Linked DNA regions of Capra hircus: region 1 is linked to region 2. The links are chromatin contacts, called in public Hi-C maps. All regions are on one chromosome and are shown on one strand. Each heading gives the region's core, a stretch centred on a gene start, on an enhancer-like site or on the middle of the called end of the contact. The rest is flanking DNA. Distances are from core to core; before and after follow the strand shown.

The links. A called contact is a pair of places that touch in the nucleus more often than the background predicts.
Region 1: a Hi-C map of blood shows a contact between it and region 2, with 4 times the contacts expected there. The contact joins two enhancer-like sites. A contact is called at or near these places in 2 of 5 Hi-C or Micro-C datasets (blood and liver).

Annotation. Positions count from the first base shown.
Region 1 is chr10:85,906,794-85,910,880 of ARS1.2, reverse strand. No RefSeq gene overlaps it. Among named protein-coding and RNA genes, the nearest start is that of CORO2B, 38 kb to the right of the region's middle. Within about 2 kb of position 2,505, at least 1 of the 5 cell types and tissues checked has an H3K27ac peak or open chromatin away from gene starts, as enhancers often do.
Region 2 is chr10:85,758,766-85,762,788 of ARS1.2, reverse strand. The region is part of intron 2 of CORO2B (coronin-2B); the gene reads left to right. Among named protein-coding and RNA genes, the nearest start is that of CORO2B, 110 kb to the left of the region's middle. Within about 2 kb of position 2,133, at least 1 of the 5 cell types and tissues checked has an H3K27ac peak or open chromatin away from gene starts, as enhancers often do.

The sequences.
Region 1 (4,087 bases), core at 1,256-3,755, 150 kb before region 2:
CAGCAGAAACATTCGCACTCACAGTAAGCTTGGGCTTAGTTTCTAAGGAGGCATTTTCCAGCAGTGACTCTGCTGCTGCCATGTGACCTTGAACAAGTCATGTCTCCTCTGTAGCCCTCAGCTTTTCCTCCTCAAAAAGAGGGGAAAACATGTGGAAATTTCCAGGAGAGTTGCTGGCTTGCTCCCTCCTCACTGGCTGGGAAATATCTCTCACCCCTGGACCTGAGCCTGGGGCTGATTCACAGTAACTCTCAGCAGCATGGGCCGGGTCAACCAGTTGTTTATCTTGGAGTCTGCGCCCATTCCTGACATTGCAGAGACACAGACACTAAAGGCATTTGGGGGGCTGGTGGATCCCCACCCCCACTTTTCTACCCTCTCCCCTCCATCGTCTCTCACCCCAGGGGCTCAAGGGACTGTCTAAAAATGCGACTCAAAGGCCAGCAAGGGCAATTTCCCAGGGGCAGAGTCTGATGGTTCCCATGGAGACCCTCCTGTTTGCTTCCAAGGAACCTTCCCTGGTAATGACTCTTGAATTGATGCCTCTTTTCCAGCACCCTCTTCTGCCCCCAGCTTGTCTCTGAGCTCAGAGCTTCCATTCCTCCTTGCAGACAATTCTAGAAGTTTCCCCTCTGTCCTCCTGTCCTGTTCCCTGCCCCCATCCACCACTGCTTGTGATGGCCAGTTCCATCTCCCCAGCTTCCCCTTTGCAGCCCCTTGCCCAGCAGCCTTCAATGGCTGCCTTTTAGGGAATGAAGGAATGAAGCCGTCCGGTAACTCCGGACACCCCCCAGCCCTCAATTCAGGGCAGTCTGCTGGACACATGATGTGTGTGCTTCCTGGATTATCTCCCCTCAACCCCATCCCTTTCTCTGGTTGTCTGAGGGGTATCTCAGACCTCATCCCGTTGACCACACCAGCTGACTCCAAGCTCTTACGTCCCCCTGCTGTAGACAGCTAACTGTAGAGGGTGGTGGTTGAGAGCGGAGGCACCGTCACCAGGCTGCACACCCTGGCTCTCCTTCCCCTGAGCGAGTGGCTGTATCACTGCGTGGCTCAGTTTGCCCATCTTGAAAAAGGAGATAAAGATGGTGCCTCCCTCAGAGGGTTACCGGGAGGAGCAACTGGGAGACAGCGTGTAACAATACGCAGTGTGTCTGTCCACTGACCCACCCACTCGGCACCTGTGTACTGAGCCCCTCAGTTTCGCTGGGCTCTGAGTTAGTTGCTGCGGACACACAGCAGCAGAGGACTCAGTCCCCGCCCTACAGCAGGAACAGAGACTGACCCTCTGCCTGGAGGACAGTACCTGAGCGGGTGGCCCGGGTGAGAGCATCACACCCCAGCGTGACCCTAAACTCCTGGAGGATGACGTGGTAGCATCTACGTGCTCCCTCTGGTGCCTGGCACCCGGCCCTCACTGCAGTTGTTGAGCAGTGGAGTCAGCGATGAGTACTCACCTTTGCGTTGTCAACTTAAAAAAAGTGCACAACATGACGTTGTGAGTTAAGTTTTATTGGGGGCAATATGAGGACTGCAGCCCAGGAGATAGCACCTCAGATAGTTCTGAGAAACGGTTCCAAAGAGGTGAGGGGAGAAGATAGCATGTCTGTGATTTTGGTAAAGGGACAGTGCGTGCAATCAAGCACATTTTTTTATAGAAAGTTTCTGCTGGTCTCATGAAGCTTCTGCTAGTCACGAGAAACAATCATCACCAAGAAGGATTTTAGTGCTTTTCTAGATATGAGGAGATACAAGAACTGGGCTCATAAAATCAGCTCCTGAGAAGATCTAACTATCTGAAGACCTGTCCTGCCAGTTTCCTGGAGCACAGAGTGCCCCATCTCTACTCTCCACCCTGATCTCCTTCAGGGTTGCTGGAGGTCAGCAGCTGCGGCAGCACATGATTTAATCCTTGCAGAGGTTAGTAGCAGACACTCATGGCAAGTGCCAATTTGTGATTGACACTGTGTCTCATTTTCTGCATCTGTGAAACGGTCGAAGTATTTCCTTTTTTGTGGGGCTGTGAGGATTGAAGGAATTATGATAAATAAAATCATGATGCCCGGCACACGTGGAGGGCTCAATCGATGAGGAAAGTATCAAAAAATGAAGACCCTACCTCTGAACCTTCGTGAATTTGCCCCCAACTTTTCAAGCTGGGGGCTTAGTTCACTTATTTTCACTGGATTGATATATAAAGGCCTTTGCTGCTATAAATGTTAGGTCTGGGGTTTATGTGACTCCAAACTGTGTGGCCTTCCTACTGCCCCCACCCCAGTCGCTGCCAAATATGAGGTAGTCAGCTCAATCCTGTGAATTGAATCATGAATTAAATTGCATCGCCTGTGTGGGTGTGGCCACTGCCCACATTTTAAAGTTGGTGAGATAAAGGATGGGGTTTCCCCACTGGCCTCTCCCACCAGCCCCAAACGCCCCGAGGCTGAGGCCCTGTGCCCCTCCCTGGCATCCTCCAGTCTGGAGCCCAGCCTGGAACAGGGCGGGAGGGGGCCGAACCCTGGGGTGGGGGGCAGAGCGGCAGCCAGGGCGGTGCTTGAAGGAGCCAGAGGGGTTTCCTCTTCCTTCAGTTCTGGTAGAGACATTCCTTTTTTGAGAGAGAGAAATCCTATTGTCCAGGCCAGGAGGGTAAAGAGCCAGGCTAAACAGGCCGTCTGGGAGGCTGTGGGCACTGGGGGAAGGCGGCAGGAGCTGGGGCCGCCTCCTGAGCTCAGTCCTGCTGTCCCTAGCTCCCTGGAGACCGCTGGGCCAACACCCGGGAAGCCTGTCAGGGTCAGCGGCCGCCCAGAGACTTGGTGCTTCCTCCAGAAAGGTCCCATTTCCTCAGCACGGGGCCTCCTAAACGCCCAGACCTCACCTCACCCTGCTGTCCCTCTCTTGCCAGCCCGTCTCACTCATTTTCCAGAGCAAAATCCCGACCCAAGCAGTGCTGGCCACCCTCAGTTCTCCAGGCGAAAAATGGGCTCGAGGCCCTTTTCCGAATATAGAATCACTCTCTGCTGATGGTCCCGTATATTCCGCTGCGCCCCCTCCCTGTCTCCTGCCTGGAGGGTGACCAGACAAGGGACTGTAGCGTTAGTCTTGCCAATGAAGAAATCCACCTGGAGATAAGGAGTGACCTTCTCCTAGACTTCCCTAAACTCCAGGAAGATTCTGTCATCTAGTTGCAATGTGTGTGTGCGTGTTTAGAGCAAGTTTCTGTAAATCAAGTCGTGACTCATTTACCCCAAGTGACAATGACAGTCATTAATATATTTCCAGAATTATTTTAGTGAATAAAAGAAACAAAACACCTCAGGTAAAGTCCCTTATCTCCTTCTTCTCCCCTTCCTTTCCCCAAAGGCAACTACCACAATATATTTGGTGTTTATCCTTCTAATCAACTTAAAATGCAGACATATGTTCCATCAATTTGATTATCATTTTTAATCTACATCAGTTCAGTTCAGTCACTCAGTCATGTCCGACTCTTTGCAACCCCATGGACTGCAGCACACCAGGCCTCCTTGTCCATCACCAACCCCTGGAGTTTACTCAAACTCATGTCCGTTGAGTCGGTGAAGACATCCAACCATCTCATCCTCTGTCATCCCCTTCTCCTCCCGCCTTCAATCTTTCCCAGCGTCGGGGTCATTTAAAATGAAGCAGTTCTTTGTGTCAGGTGGCCAAAGTATCGGAGTTTCAGCTTCAACATCAGTCCTTCCAATAAATATTCAGGACTGATTTTCTTTAGGATCCACTGGTTGGATCTCCTTGCTGTCCAAGGGACTCTCAAGAGTCTTCTCCAACATCACAGTTCAAAAGTACCTATTCTTCAGTGTTCAGCTTTCTTTATAGTCCAACTCTCACATCCATACATGACCACTGGAAAAACCATAGCCTTGACTAGATGGATCCTTGCTGGCAAAGCAATATCTCTGCTTTTTAATAAGCTGTCTAGATTGGTCATAACTTTTCTTCCAAGGAGGAAGCATCTTTTAATTTCATGGCTGCAGTCACCATCTGCAGTCATTTTGGAGCCAAAAAAATAAAGTCTCTCACTGTGTCCACTGTTTCCCCATCTATTTCC
Region 2 (4,023 bases), core at 884-3,383:
GTGTGTTAGGAATTAACGTAGCTTTGAGCCTCAACATCTGTGGGTAAAAGTCTTGGTAAGGGAATCATTGTGAGCTAGGTAGACACTCCAAGGGAGGACCCTGAATTCAAGTGGCACCGCTTCTCCTCCTCCTGGCCCACCTTGGCCTTTAACTAGCTGCAGGTCATTGTCTTCAGCTGTCGGGACTGCGGGGTCAGAGGGTGACATTTCCCCTCCCCTCCTCTTGGGCCTGCCTCCTGTCCTCCGGCTGGAGGACAAGGTCTCCTCCACCATCACATCAAGAACAGACCCCAATCCTCTGACTCCACTGGCCACAGGGTCTTTGCAACTAGACCTGAGGCTGGACCGGACCAGGGGCTTCCTTCCCCTCCCAAGCAGAGATCAGGTTCCATGAAAACCCTTGCCTCCTGGGGCCCAGTGAGGACCAAAGGCTTGCCCAGGGAGACTGAGCTCGGCCTTCGGAAACTGACAAGAGCCTCCACTTTGCACTCTGAGTGCCACTATCCCTTCCTGAGGCCGGTCATGCACTTGACACCCCCCAGGAGATGCTCAGCACCCATGCCGCTGCTCGTGGGTTAACCTCTCGCCACCCAGTCTGGGCAGACCATCAAGCCAGGCATGGCCGAGGGCTCCGCAGTGCAGAGTGTGGGTTCTGAAGGATCAGGAAGCCCAAATTTCTACACTGATGGAAGCCCTCTCTGCCCTCCCCCACACAGAGCCCCCAGAACGTGGCCATGGGGCCGCTGGACAACCTGAGTGTGCCAGGGATTGGCAGGTGGGGCAGCCAGGGCGAGGCTCAGAGGAGCGGCCCACACCGCCTCCCATGCGGAGCCTCCAGACACGCAAGTACCACTCACCTAGCCCCAGGCTTTCATGACTGCATCCCCCAGTGCTCAACCCAGGCCAGGCCTCCTGTCCCATTTATCTTTTGAGAATTAGAGTAGCCCCAAGTCAATGGAAAGATAATGGATCTGGCTAGAAGCCAGATGGCAGGCATAAACAGGGGGTGTGTTCCCCTCCCTGCCCCTCTGACAGCCCAACTCAGCTTGACAAGAGGAGCTGAAGAGCAGAGCCCTGCCCTGGCCCTCCAGGTGGGTGAGAGAGGGTGTGCACCTTCCTGGAAATGTCACCTGCTTCTCCCTGTCGCATTCATTCAATCAATATTTATCAGTAGAATCTACTGTGTGCCTGGCACTGTGCTAGGTGTTGTGGTTACAGCAGTGAGAAAAACACGTTGTCATGGAGCTGACATTCAGAGAAAGGATTCCATCTCTAGGCGGCCAGTGGCAAGCCCAGGGAGGGTCCTTGTCTCTGTCTGATGAGCGTCTGGGTGGAGGTTCAGCTTGTCACCATAGACAGAGCTGGAAGAACCCTGAGGTTTCAGTTCTGTTCACCAGTCACTTCTGGGCATGCGTGCTGGGTGGAACTGTGCTAGGCCTGGGCCATGAGGATGGGTTAGACACACACCCAGCCCTGGATGGTAGGGGGATGGAGCCATGAGACAGAGCACAGGGCAGCGGAGGGAGTGTCCGGGGCGGGGTTGCTGTGCAGAGCACAGGGGTAGAAGGGGAGTGCAGACCCTCATTTTGGAGATGATAATGATAACTGATATCGACTGAGTGCTTACTTAGTGCCAGGCACTGCGTGAGCATGCGTTTATTGTCACGAGGAAACTGAAGCCCAGGAGGAAGGAACTTGCTCAGTCACCATCAGTGAGAGCAGAGTCGAAACTGGACCCCAGAGCCTGAGAGCTTAAAGTGCTGCAGTAGGCTCCTTCTCCCACGAGCCCAGCCCCAACCCCTGAGGATCACCAGCCTTCACAGATTCAGCCAGGAGAAGGCTTGGAGAGGGAGGGCATCTAAGGACCGGGCTGCTCGCTCACTATTTAAAGGGAGTTTTCCAGGCCACTGAGGTCCCAGGGCCATTGCCTTGGAGGTGGTGCATCCCTTTCTCTGGTCTCTTAGATGTCCCTGATGGAGCAAGGCTGAGGGGCTGAGCCAGAGGTCCGCTGCTCTGCCGTGCATTTCACAGCTTCCAGGGGCCTGCGGCAGCCCAGGGCTGAGCCTTGGCAGTGTCTGAGCACGGGAGATGGCAGGCATTGGGCCTCCCTCTGCACAGTCGGCAGGCTCTTGGTGGACGGTGGGCTCACTCAGTGGATAAGGCGGAGGAGTGGTCCAGCCTGGGGGAGGTGGATGCCTCTCCCGCTGCTGACAGAAGCAGCGCCCGTGCAACTGCCAGCATGAGGCTGGGGAGTCGCTCCATCTCGAGTACAGACCTGACCTTGTGCTTGTAGCCAGAGGGCATAAGAAGCATGCCTCTCGTGTCTTAGGTTTCACTTTTGTCCCACACTCTGTTGAGAAACCTCCATGATTATCTCATCTAAGATGATGGTACTGATAATCTCCAACAACCATGAAACAGAGCAAACACAAGGCAGTACTAAGTGAAGGGGCAGGGCAGCATCATGGCTAAGCCCAGAGCACCGCAGAAGGCTCCACACCATGTGAATTGGAGTCCCTTGAGTTGTGCAGTGCACAACCCATGCAACTGTACAGGGGACCCGATGAGGCCCAAAGTTTATGGCATCATTAATTCATTCAATGAAAATTTACTGAGAGCCTGCCATCAGTCAGGCACAATTCCAGACACTGGATTTACAGCAGAGAACTAGACCAAGCACTGCCGCTCAGGTAGATTACATTCTAACTCAGAAGTCACACAGACTGAGGCTTGAGTCCTGGCCTTACACTGTGTTAACTAATTTCACTGAGCTTCAGCTTCCTCCTCTGTAAAATGGACACAATGATATGTGCTTTATACAGTTATCTTGGTAAATAATTGAAATAACATTTGGTTTCAGGCCTGCCCTGTCGAAGGCCCTCAGTGATCACCAGTATTATCACAAGTGGTGAGTTATGGGGAGAGCTGTGAAGCTAAGGGGAAGGATGGCTAAGGCTTGCATAGGTCCAGAGGCCCAGCCTGGGAAGGACATGTGTTATGAGGAAGGTGGGGAGGGGGAGTGAGGCTGTCACGGGCCAGTGAGGAGCACCCTGTTTGGGGACCGTATTTTCCCAACTCAAGGGTTAGGACACATATGACCTGGCAAAGAAGTTCTGTGTTTCTACTAGATGTGAGAAGCAGTCTGAGAAAAAAAACATGTGGTCATCAAAATACTGGGATGTAGGGAGATTGCAGTGTTTTATAAAGACCTGAGATACAATATTTAAAATTGAGAAGTATGACCCCCAGTAGTGTTGAAGAAACTGGTTGGTAAGTCAGTGGAGGGTGTGGAACAGGGTGTGTGAGTCCCTCAAGGGCCAGGCAGATGAACTGGATCTAATCAAGGTAGGGACAAGGGCGCTGACTCAGTCTGGATCCCTAGCTGGCCATAAAAGTCGCCTTTGATCTTCCTGAGCAAAAGAGGGTTGGGGGCCTTCATAGATCCAAGGGGCTGGGTGCTGGCAAATGGAACTGGAACACAAGTGAGCACCAAGTTAAATCAGAGCTTGGCCACCCGGGGCGGAAGGTCTGATTGGCCAAGCCCAGCTACATGTCCCTGCTTGCCAGCAGGGGACCCCAGGTGGGAGGAGCCCTGTTTCAGCTCTCACAATGGGAGCTGAGGCACCGTGTCTCATCAATGCAGCCCACAGCAGGAGCGTCCCCCAGATCAGGAGGGAAGCTTGGATGCCAAACTACCACATTCATACAAATGGTTACAACCATGGAAAGTTCTGGAGGAGCTGCACAGTGCAAATCATTATATTAATAGAATGCCGATGTCACAGTGGGGTTTGGGAAAAGGCTGGCATGAAGGAGAGCAGCTGGGAGAGTATGAGTGCCTGGAGGTGGGAGGCAGGGTGGGCCTGGAGAGGAAGGGGCGGATGTGAAGGTATTTGTGAGGATTAACTTACCCGAGGCCTCTGGGAATCTCCCGTGAATGCGGAGAGGTACCCAGGGGTCTCAGAGGCTTAGCAGACAGCTGTCAGAGCTCTAGGGGGTCACGTGGCCCCAGGCAGACATTCA